Linked DNA regions of Pan troglodytes: region 1 is linked to region 2. A link is a contact called in public Hi-C data. All regions are on one chromosome and are shown on one strand. The core of a region is the stretch at or near the end of the contact, and the rest is flanking DNA. Distances in the headings are between cores, read along the strand shown. Region 1 has its middle 170 kb from the start of BCOR. Region 2 has its middle 160 kb from the start of MIR3937.

Evidence for each region. A called contact is a pair of places that touch in the nucleus more often than the background predicts.
Region 1: a contact with region 2 is called in a Hi-C map of stem cell-derived neural progenitor cells, with 2.3 times the contacts expected there. The contact joins two enhancer-like sites. A contact is called at or near these places in 2 of 7 Hi-C or Micro-C datasets (induced pluripotent stem cells and stem cell-derived neural progenitor cells).

What each region holds. Positions count from the first base shown.
Region 1 is chrX:40,432,476-40,438,177 of NHGRI_mPanTro3-v2.0_pri, reverse strand. No RefSeq gene overlaps it. Among named protein-coding and RNA genes, the nearest start is that of BCOR, 170 kb to the left of the region's middle. Within about 2 kb of position 3,802, at least 3 of the 24 cell types and tissues checked have an H3K27ac peak or open chromatin away from gene starts, as enhancers often do. A contact at or near this core is called in stem cell-derived neural progenitor cells, where this site is marked.
Region 2 is chrX:40,243,034-40,248,346 of NHGRI_mPanTro3-v2.0_pri, reverse strand. It overlaps the pseudogene LOC129138670. Among named protein-coding and RNA genes, the nearest start is that of MIR3937, 160 kb to the right of the region's middle. Within about 2 kb of position 1,741, at least 10 of the 24 cell types and tissues checked have an H3K27ac peak or open chromatin away from gene starts, as enhancers often do. A contact at or near this core is called in stem cell-derived neural progenitor cells, where this site is marked.

The DNA.
Region 1 (5,702 bases), core at 2,553-5,052, 190 kb before region 2:
ACTCACTCTGCGAGCGATGGAGGCAGGGCATCCTCGAGTCTCCCGCACACGTGTGCGTGTTGTGTGTGTGTGTTGGGGGGGGGTGGCTAGTGTACGTGTATAGGCTTATGGGGACAATAAAAGGAGTGGGGTGCTTTTGGCAGCCGCTACGTTTCTTTCCGCTGAGACTTGAGAGGCCAGGGAGCAGAGGCGGCCAGCCGAGTGGGCGAGAGCCCGGCCTGACGTGGGGAGGAGACGTCTTCCCGTCGGGAGGCTAGGTAGCGTGCGCCCTCTTCCCTCCCGTCCCCTCCCCGCGCCGCGCCGCGCTGCGCCGGCCGCAGCCGGCAGGCTCGCTCCTCTGCCCGGTGTTTGTTTAACCCTCAACCCCTCCGCGGCAGCTGCGGGCAGAGGGATTCCTGGCCGCGCTAATCCTGGGGCTGGACCCCAACCCTGGTCGCCTGGAGCGCCCTTAGCCCTCCCGAACCTCGGGCCCGAAGGTCCCAGGGTGCCGGCACTCCCGCCACCCAAACGGGCCTGGGGGCCGTCAGGGGTCGACAGAAGGGGACCCTTGGCAAGGTCCCCATTGTTCCCCCGGGGCTGGGAAGCTGACTCACGCTCTGAGCACAGAGCGATGCGGAGTGTTTTCTCGGTAGCCTTTACCCGAGTGCTTTATTTAGACAGGCTTTATTTACAGTACACATGTTTTCGGCTCGTTATTCTGGAGGCGGGAATGGAAACTGGGCAGAGCAGGAGTTCTCCCCGTCAGCCTCACGTTTGGAAGGAGTTGAGACTCAGCCGAGTCGAAGGATCCCGCTCCTGCTTGCTGTGTTCTCTAGGGAGATAATGTCGAAGAAAACAGTGAAGGGGTGGGAGTGGAGGGCGCTGGGGAACACAGAGCGTCAGCCTCTCCCATAGTGCCCACGCTTCAAAATGCATAACACCCAGAGGAAGGTGAGACATCCTCATGCCCATTTTAGAGGGTTCAGAGAGGGCAAGGGCCGCAGAAGGTCACACAGACAACAATCGGTTGTGCGAAAAGGGTCTTTAACTCCATTTCTTGGGCTTCCTCACGGGTTTAGACCTCCAGGGTTACCCAGGTCTTGGTCTCTCGGGATTCCGGGAAGGGTCTTTCCTGGCGCCTCGAGTGGAGGTCAAGGCCAGCCAGGCGACTGGAAGGCCTCTGGTTGCCAGTCTGCAGTCAAGCATCCTTTTTGGCAGCGGCTCAGTAAGTGGGGTGGTCTGGTTAGGGACTGCAGGAAATTGTCTGAGCTAGATTAAATATTTTACAAAACCTTCGGGGGGCCTACGGTTGACTTGAAGCTGGCAATGTTAAACCAAACAAAAGTTAACGAGTTCTCTCCTGACTTTTTAGGTACAGTTCAGAGAAAACGGTGGGTAGCGCTCTTTAGAGGAAGCAAGTTTAATAGCGTTTCCTCTCATTTTTCTCCGTATCATTCTCTCTGCTGCTTGTAGAGCGTCATAGCCTCTCTGGGGCTGGGGTGGCAGAAAGGCCTCTTCGGGGTCCCTCTTTGAAAGGGCTGCAGCCGACTTGAGCTCCTGCGGCCACTGAATTCCATGCTTCTGACTCCTGCTTGGAGTAAAGAGCAGCCTCACCGGAAGTGCATGGCCCTAGGAACTGCACAGGACACAGTGCAGACACCTGAGGCCTCTTCTGGCCTTCCCCTAGGGCAACCCAGGGGGTGGGAGGAGAAAGGCCTACACTTCAGGACTCACGACCTAATAACAGCCTTTTCCTCGTTTTCTCTCCCTCTTTTGAGTCTTTAGCTGCAAATCCTGCACTGCTTTCTGAGGGCTGTCCTCAGTGTTTCCCTCCCTGAATCGCACACCCTTTTGTCCCTGCCTCCTGGCTTGAGTGTGACTGCTCCCTTGCACGATGCCCACCCCATTCCCATATTCAAGTTGCAGTGTAGAAGCTCTGCAGGCCAGAACTGAACTGTGGCCCTGCGAGAGAAGGAGGCAGCTTGACCTTTGCAGGAAGGGAAGAGAAGGCAGATTCACAGCTCGCAGCGCTGCAGGGAGACTCAGAGATGCAGGCGTTGTCACAGCCCCAGCAGCTCTAAGGGGAGCCTGTAAGAGGAAACCAGCTCCAGGAGGCGAGGGAGCTTCTGTGCGGAGTGTGTGCCCCAGCGAGATGCACAGGCCGCGCAGTGAGAGAGGAACTGCCTGGGGGAGCTGTGGCTGCTGCCAGCTCAGCGCAGTGTGGGGGTGGGGTGGGGGCTCAGAGAGGCTGGGGGGCTAAGATTAGGGCTGCCGTGGAGGATGGGGCCTCTAGAGAAGACAATAACTAAAGGAAGCTGCTCTGAAGAGGCCAGACCACCTGCGTATGGCTCATCAGATGGGGGGCAAGGTCCCAGCAGCTTAGGAAAGTATGCCCTAGGAAAGATAGATTTGCCAAAGGACACAGAGACTGGAGCTTGGTTGGGTTTTTACACATTAATTTTTGGGGGTGGTATCTTTGAGACAGGACCTTCCTAGGGAAAAATAGAGAGCCCTATACTTCTAAATCCCAGGGGATCCCAGGCGCAATGACCTACTCAGCGGGCAGCCCAGGCCCACCTAGGGTTTGTGTCCGGGCAAGGGGCTCCAGAGCGTGCAGCCCACATAGGTCCCTAACCAGGCTTTGGGGGAGGGGGTGGGTAGTGAAGGGGTGTGCCCGCTGTATATAGAGGCAGCTGCCATTTGAGGGTGGAGGTGGGGAAGGTGCTGCCTCAGCTTCGGCGCTGGAAACCATTGTTTGAGTCTGCACCCAGCGCTTCTCCAGCAGGGCTAATTCTCCACGTGTCCAATTTTCGTGTCTGAAAAAAAACAGCAGCACAGAAACAAAACCATATGACAGGACTGGGCTGCAAACCTTGAAGAATCGAGAGGGTGGGGGAGGTGGCGGCTGGGAAGGGGGAGGGTAAATGTGTGTGTGTGTGTGTGTGCGCGCGCGCCTGTGTGTGTGTGTTGGGGGGGTGGGGTGGCGCACAACTCAAAGTTTCGGCTATTTCCTACCCGATCTCACCTCCCGGCGTGCTCATCTGATGCAGTTCCAACTCCCTCAAACGATTCCGCAGCCCCAGCGCTTGCGGGAGTGTGGAATTACAGTCTGGAAGAAGCGAGGCGCTGCCGCGAGAGGCGACGCACCGAACCCGGGAGTGCGGAAGCGCAGGCCGGCAGCAGCGCGACCCCTGGGCCGCCTCTGGGCCGTGGTCAGCCCCCTGCGGCTCCGTCCTCCTGCCGGTCCCGAGCGGAGAGATGGGTCAACGCAAACCCTCAGCAGGATGGGGGGAGGGGAAAGAAGGGGGACAAGGCTTTTCCCAGAAAGCGGAGGGGAACTCGCTTCCCATCTCCGAGGCGCGATGATGCCCCCACCCCCCGCGCCCCGACCTCCCTGAGATTCGTTTCCTTAAAAAAATAGCCAAAGGCCAAACATTTAGCTACGGGTTGAGCCTTCCTCCCACCCCCACCCGGTGCCCTCTCTGAGTTCTCTAAACCCACGAGGCGCTTTAGGCCTGGCATCCCCCGCCCTCCCCCGCTTCCGCCTGTGCACGAGCCAGTGGCGGTCACTTCTGCGACTCTTTGGAGGCCGACGGCCAGGAGCTTTGTTCTCCTGGGGCTTCCCCCCTCCTGCCTGCCCCTCCCCCCTCCAAGTCATCCCGGTTTCCACACTTTATCTGCGCCCCCCCCTTTGACGTCCGCGCACACAAACAACCCTGGCCTATAATCTCATTAGCATAGGCCTCGGTCTGGGTGACCGCGAGGCTCCCTGCGCGCCCGCGCGCAGCGCTCTGTTTCGCTGCAAGCCGGAGTTTCCACCATGCATGCGCCCGGGGCGGGGGGCGGGGACGTTCCGGGTGACAGTGTTGGCTTTGGGGCAGGCCGGGAAGAGGAGGCCGCCCGGGGCAGCGGGAGCCGCGGGAGGAAGGCCCCTCCCAGCGCCCAGTTGCCTTGGTCCCCGGAGCAGATGGCAACTTTGTCTCCTGGTGTGCGCGCAGCGACTTTCAACACATTCAAAAGGCAGTGCTCAGGCTGTCGGGGAAGCCTAGCTGACATTCAGAACCGATTAAAGACCCGAGATGGTGCCAGGCGCAGTGGAGAGTTATGAATTAATCATGGGGGTTACCGATATCTGAGGCTCCCCAGGGCAGTCCCTCTATTATAAGCAGCCCCCACTGCCCACTCCTGACCCACTCCCCCCTCCCCCCCCGCCGCAAAGGGGTAGCCGCGGCGTCTTTTGCACTGCCCCAATTAACAGCCACGCGGTAATGTGAAAAGTGTTTGCCCTGCCACCCTCAGTGCGGTCTCAGGCCGGGGCGCTGGGCCTGCCAGACGCTCGCGGAGCAGCTCAGCCTTTGGGATAGGCCCGGAATGAGCTCTGTGCTCTGACCCGGGTATGGGGTGGAGTGATGCTCGTTCTCTGCCTCTGTGGCCCAGGTTCAGCTCCCTTCACCACCGTAGAAGGAGGCCCTAGATAGTGGGCGACGTCGGGGACCACCTACAACCTGGGTGCTTGTTTTGGGTCCCCAGAGCAGCTACAGGCTCGTGGTTTCGCGTTGTGGCTCTGGCGATGTTCCAGATATGGAAAAACGAGGTTCGTGTGTGCCGTGGAACTCCGCAAAGTCCCTGGGCCTCCTAGGAGGAACCCCCATGTCTGGAGTCATCCTAAATGACCCGCACCCCTGGGAATCAAGGCACACATCTCGACCACCGAACTTGCCGTTCTGCGTATTGTTAAATCACGCACACCGTTCTAATCTCCCCTATTTATTTCCCAGGCCTGCCTGGCCACAGATTTCTGCAAGACGGAGCAGGCTTCGGGTTCCTCCTGCTTCCAGAGGGGCCATAAAAAACAGATGGTCTCATTAGGAACAATTTATGCATATATATTTCGAAGAGTTCAGCAGAGCCGGCGTAGGTTTGCAGCCCCTGCGTCAGGCAAGAGCAAAATATCACCACTTGCAAATGTTTCCAGTTTGCAAAATAATGGCCTATCCAAAGTAGCTAAGCAACGAATTACTCAAACACTAGAAGGTTAGATGCCAATATTATCACATTCGTCCTGTTCCTTAAACCGTCCTCCTCCGCGGTCTTTGGATTTCGGAGGGAGGCTCCTGGGCCTCACACCCCTACGCCCGCGGCTTCCTTTCATGACTATTTCCAATCTCCAAGTCAAATCACTTATTAATTATAGAGGCAACTCGAGCAAACCCAATTACCCGTAGGCAGCCCTTCCCAGATGGGAAGTCTGTCTCGCACGGCTCCCACGGTGGCCCAGTTTCTTCTGGGGAGGTTTCTTTTGCGTCCGATTTCTTTTTGTCAGTGGTCCGCCAGCGGCCCTGAATGTTTCCTCTCCCTGATTCTTCTTCCTAGAGGCAACTCCATTTTCTTACCCTGTTCCCTTTCCTTCTTCCAAGGAGACATCCCCGCCCCTTAGGAGCCGCTGCCTTCAGGCTAAATTTACCGCCGCGCCAAGTTTAAGCCTTAGGCGTTGCAGATCTGGCGTAGGAATGGCGGAAGCTGTAGACAGAGCCCTATTCATTTGCAAAGGCGGAAGGCAGAGTGATTCGCTCAGTTGGCTGCCCCTCGTCTCGTCTGTCCTCCCTTCAGACGTAGCCGGTGGCTTGGGTTCACCTCGGTTTGTGGGATGTGTCCTAGGACTCCGCGAGGCTTACCCCTGGTGGGAAAAAGCCTACTTCACTTTTAATGTCCTCACAGTTCTG
Region 2 (5,313 bases), core at 492-2,991:
CGCCTGTAATCTCAGCACTTTGGGAGGCCAAGGTGGGTGGATCACCTGAGGTCAGGAGTTTGAGACCAGCCTGGACAACATGGAGAAACCCTATCTCTACTACAAATACAAAAATTAGCCTGGCGTGGTGGTGGTGGGGCGGTGGGGGGGCGCTCCTGTAATCCCAGCCAAGGCAGGAGAATTGCTTGAATCTGGGAGAAGGAGGTGGCAGTGAGCTGAAATCGCGCCATTGCACTCCAGCCTGAGCGACAAGAGCAAAACTCCGTCTCAAAAAACAAACAAAGAAAAAAACCAAGCAAGTGTTTATTATGTTAGGTGATGCTAAATGTTATGCAGGAATCACAGCCAGCAACAGAAAGTGAGCAGATGAAGGAAGGAGGGTAGGTGGAGCAGCTTGGGCCTCCTAGGAGCCGCTCTCCGCAGGGTGGAAGGAGGAAAGTCTGTAAACTGCAGGAAGGAGTGGGAAGGTTTGACCATTCCTTTTAATGTTGTATCCCAGCCGCCTAGCTTGTAGAGCTGGATAAACTTCTGTAAGGTGTAAGAAAAAGAGTCCCTCAGGCACTGAGTCGTTGTCCAAGGTCACCAGCTAGTTAGAAGCAGTGCACGAAGGGCCTGCAAAACAGAGGGCACATTTGACCCCTGACCTAGGAGGACTTGTGCATGCTGTCCGGTTTCTGAGCTAAACATTCCAGAGGGCTTCTTGGAAACTGGTGCCCCCAGGGAGTGTGTCTGTGCTCGCAAGTTTCTGTACCTTCAAAAAGCCGAAGGGTCCCAGTTGGAGCCAGTCCGAGATGGAGCGGGCTCAAGAAGGAAAGAACGTGGGGATTTAATTGGACTCAGCGAACCCTTCCCGGACCAGCCGGCGTAAACTCTCGGAGGCTGTCGCCTGTGCCCGGCTCTCCTCCCGGCCTGGGGCGCTTGGCAGAAACGCGGTCACGGAGAAGGGGTGAGGGTGGCAATCCCGGGTCTGCCCTCCCGTACACCTCCCTGCTAACCCACCCTGTCTGAAAGGCCACGGGGACCAGGCTACTGGGCATAGTGTGAGGACAAGAAGGGATGGAGGGCTCGGGACGGCGGGGACACGCGGGGGCAGTGTTGGGGGAGCTGGAGTAAGAGTGTTCCGAGAGGGGAACTCGGGCGCGGGGGTGCGGGAAGGAGCCTGGGGTTGGAGTATCCGGGGTGGGGGTAGGCCGGAGGAGGGGTGGTGTCTCGGAGTGGCGGGGCTGGGAACTCCCCGGGCGAGGCTGAGGCAGCATGGGGGGCCGGTGGTGGTGGCGGGGATTGGGGCCCCCGAGGCATCTCTGACCACAAAGGGCCGGGGAGCGCGGCCCGGCGGTCTCAGCGAGCCGTATTGATCGAAGGGCGGGCGCAGCGAACGCGCCGAGAGCGGCTCCATCCATTAGGGCCGCTGTTCGCCTCCAATTAGAAAAAAAATCATTACTCAGCAGCCAGCAGCGGCCTGCGCGCCGCCTGGGACCGCCTGCGAACAAGCGAGCCAGCGAGGGAATGGCGGGCCTCCCCCACCCCCGCGCTCCCACCCTCAGCCCCCGGCGCCCCGCCTCCCCCGGCCCTAATGACAACTATTAGAACTGCCTCCCCGCACCCACCGCCCGGCGAGCACAAAAGCGCGAGATTCATTTGGTAATCGGGGTAATTACAGTGGGGCGCGGGGGCGCACGCGGCGATGGCGGGCGCGCCGGCGGAATGCTAAGGGGCCGGGCGCGCCGCCCGCTCCCACCGCCCCGCCCTCCCCGCCCGGCCCCTAGCCCGAGCGGCGCCCGGGGCCGCGTCTCTCCTCGCCTAAACCCTCCCCACTGCCGCTGCTGTAAGGGGGCTGCCCCGGGGCTCCCGGGGACTGGAGGAGAAGCCCCCCGCCCCCCGCCACGGGTCCTCTCGTCCTAGCCCTTGGCAGCGCGGCCAGCGGCGCTCCGGACAAGATTTGCCACGTCCGGGAGCCGGAGAACCCCTCGGAGGTCCGGCCGCATAATAAATACCGCGTGCAATGTATTCACTCTGCGGCCCCCGGTTAATTTACACGCCCGCTCCAAGCCGTGCGCCCGCCTCGGCGCGCGCCCCGGCCTGTCGTTCCTATTTACAGGCGCGAGGCGCAGTCCCTCGAGAGGGCTTTTATCTTTTTCTTTCTTTTTTTTCTTTTCTTCTTCTTCTTCTTTTTTTTTTTTTTTTGAGAGATTTAGGATGGATGCAACGTGTCATTAAACCTGAAAGGAACTGTTATTTATCAGTAATGATGTTTTCCACAGGCCTTTTTCCTCACCTGCGCGGGCACAGGTACCACCTGGGTGGTGGATGCGGGGCGGGGGTGCCAGGAGGCCTGGGTGGGGGTAAACTGTGTGCGGGCCTAGCCGGAGGCGGCCGGGGCACCGCTGGAGGCCACCTCTCCAGACTCCGGGAACCCGAGGGCCTCTCCTTCACTTGGAGGCACGGTGCTGCACCCCCGTTGGGGGGTTCCCCTTGCAGAGCTGCCTAGAACGGCAATGTGTTAGGAGACGCCTCCGAAGAGCCTCCTCCTCCTTAGCTGGCAAGAAACGCAGACTCTCGGCAGTGCCATTCTTGCAGCAGAAAGGCCCTGTGTGACTCCAGCACTCGGAGCAGCCGCCTTATCTGGGGTGATTTCCCATCTGCCTCCCTGGGCCCAGGATTTCCTTCCTGCACAGGACTTATCTTGTCGGGAAGCAGAGCTGTGCGCTAGAGGCAGGCCCAGCAAATGGAATGCTCGTTCGGTCTTGTGTTCTTAATGACCCATAACAGAGTCCTCAGAGGTGAAAAACAAAACCCTCCACCCCCTTAACCATTTCTGTGCCCATCCTGGTCTGGGAGATTTCTTAATCCTGCTGCGCCGTCACACGGACTCCTCTCTGGATTTTATCCTGCGGCTGCCCGGTCCAACTCAGCCGCACCGGGACTGGGGTGGGGAGGCGGAGCCCTGCAAGGGCTTGAAGTAGGGACTGCAAACCCCTGAAAGAGTGGGCAAAATTCTGGGTAGATGCATTTTACCGAGGGGAGAGTTCTTAAAGGGATCTGAGACAGTCCCAAAGGTTAAGAACCACCTGCCATCCCTTTGACCTTGTTGAAGTTTGATCTCGGAGCCTAGCTTCATTATCAGAAAGAACGAGAATACCCCAAAGCAGTCGTGATTAAAATAGTGAGATAATGCTTTAATATTTGTAAACTGTACAGGCTTCTTCAAAGATAAATTATTAATGATGCCAAAGATGGCTGTGTGGTTGTGCGTGTGTGCACGTGTGAGTGCACGTATTTGTGAGGTGATAGTGCAGGAGAAGTGTCGGGGGAGTCACTGGGATTATATTATTTGTCCTGAGACCTCCCCCACCCTCCGCCCCTGACCATTTCTCTCTTCCTCAGGACCAAGTGGGGTTGATCTGGAATGTTGCCCCTCGGTTTTGAGAATCACCAAGGCTGGGTGGGAGAGATGGGCAGCAAGGTCTTCCTGCTGAAGCCCGTCTGGTCCTCAGGAGACCCATGGCCCCCTTGGGCACACAGTAGCCATCTGCACGGAGTAGGTGGCTACCACATCTTTGTGGAATAATGGAATCAATGACTGGATAGCTCAGTGGTCTTGGGCCAGGCCCACATCCCTTCTGTACTTGCAAGTAGAAAAGGACTCTGGACCCTTTCCAACTGCAATGTGTCTGTCTCTGGTGGTGGAGGCCCTTCGGTATCTTTTTTGATTCCATGTCTACCTTCTAGGAGCTCAAAGACTGAAATAACCAGAATCCAGGGTGTCAAGCATCCCCATAGAGATGGGGACTGATGTGGTATAGTTCATTCCCCTCATCCACACACTAAGAAGCTACGACAGAGAAAAGCTTGACTGAGGTCATGAGACCAGGGTTCAGAGTTCCCCTCACTGATACCCCCTTACCCCCACACAAAAGGACAGTGGCAGCCATGCAAGGGCACTGCCCAGACCTCCCTTCAGCGGAAAAGTTTCTGGAAGAAGTGTCATGGTCTGCTAGCCTCTGGCTGTGGCACCTTCGGGATCTGCTGCAGCATTCTTGCTGAGGCCACCCTCCCCAGGCTGTTCCCGCCCGATGACAGAGCATAGCAGGGGGACTAGAGCTGGGTCATTACTGCCTGACACAGGAAGTTTCTGATGGGCAGTCTGTGCTCTGGGGCTCCCCATCGGCCTGGCTGAGACTTTCTCAGAGCTGCGCTGCCGGCTGAGGCTCTCCCTACCCACCCCTCCTTCCTTCCCCTCTCCTTCTGCAGGGGTCAGAGCTGCCTCCTGGTCCGAAGTCCCCCCCCCTCCCTCCCCCTTTATCCTTCTTAGAAATCTCCCCCAATACATCTCTCACACTTACTCTCTCTTGGTGTCCTCTACCTGGAGGACTCAAATTGCCACAGGGACTAACACGTAGACTCCCATGCCCTCCGGTATTTTAGGCGGGACCCTTGTGTGTTCAGGAGCATGTAAAGAGCCAAGGGTGGAGCTAGGAGCCCTCAGCTACTCCTTTACCCCGTTCCAGAAGGTTCCAGGCTCTAGACACTCCCCTGTACCCATCTAGGGCTAGGTGGCCAGCTGTCACACTCTGGCAGTGATGCTGCTCATGACTTGTATTTATTCTTCAAGTTGCTCCTGGGTATATTAGGGCCCATCTCTGCCCAGGTCCCTTGCCAGCAAAAAGGCTGGTTCTTACCCACCAGCTTGCCCTGTTGCTCTGGGAAGTCAGTCCCACGGCCAGACCGCCCTCTTTTCACACGGCCACTCTGAGCACCAATGTGAGAGGCAAATGCCAGCCCTGCAAATCTGTACATGGAATCAGAGGCTCTCCAGACTCACGTCCAAAGGTGCATGGGCGGGGTGAGCCAGGAGACGGGGGAGCCCTGCTCAGTCACAGACACAGATGACACGAAATCAGATGGAGGATAAAAAGCATCACTGGAAAACAAAGGAACTGCTAGAGTCCGTGCCTGCTCGAGAAAAAGCAGTCATCAGCCCAAAGATGGATGAAGTGGAGGGCTGTTATTTTTAAGGCGGGGGCAGAGGTCATTAGCTTGAAGAATGTGTCATATTTGACATCGGGAGGGTGGTTATGTGAGGCTGGAAAGCAAAGCCTGGTCCGCTGCCTCTCTGGCCAGGGAGATACTATTCCCTGGGGAGAAAGGACAGGCCCTCAACTAGCGGAGAGTGGCATGGAGGAATGTGTCCCCCAACCTTTCTAGAAGACAATAAATCTGTGAATTCTTCTCATTGGCAGGGCTGAAGGTTCATGGGACTGAGGCCAGCACCCAGTGGTGGCCTGGGCTGTAGAACTTCAGAAACAGCTAGTG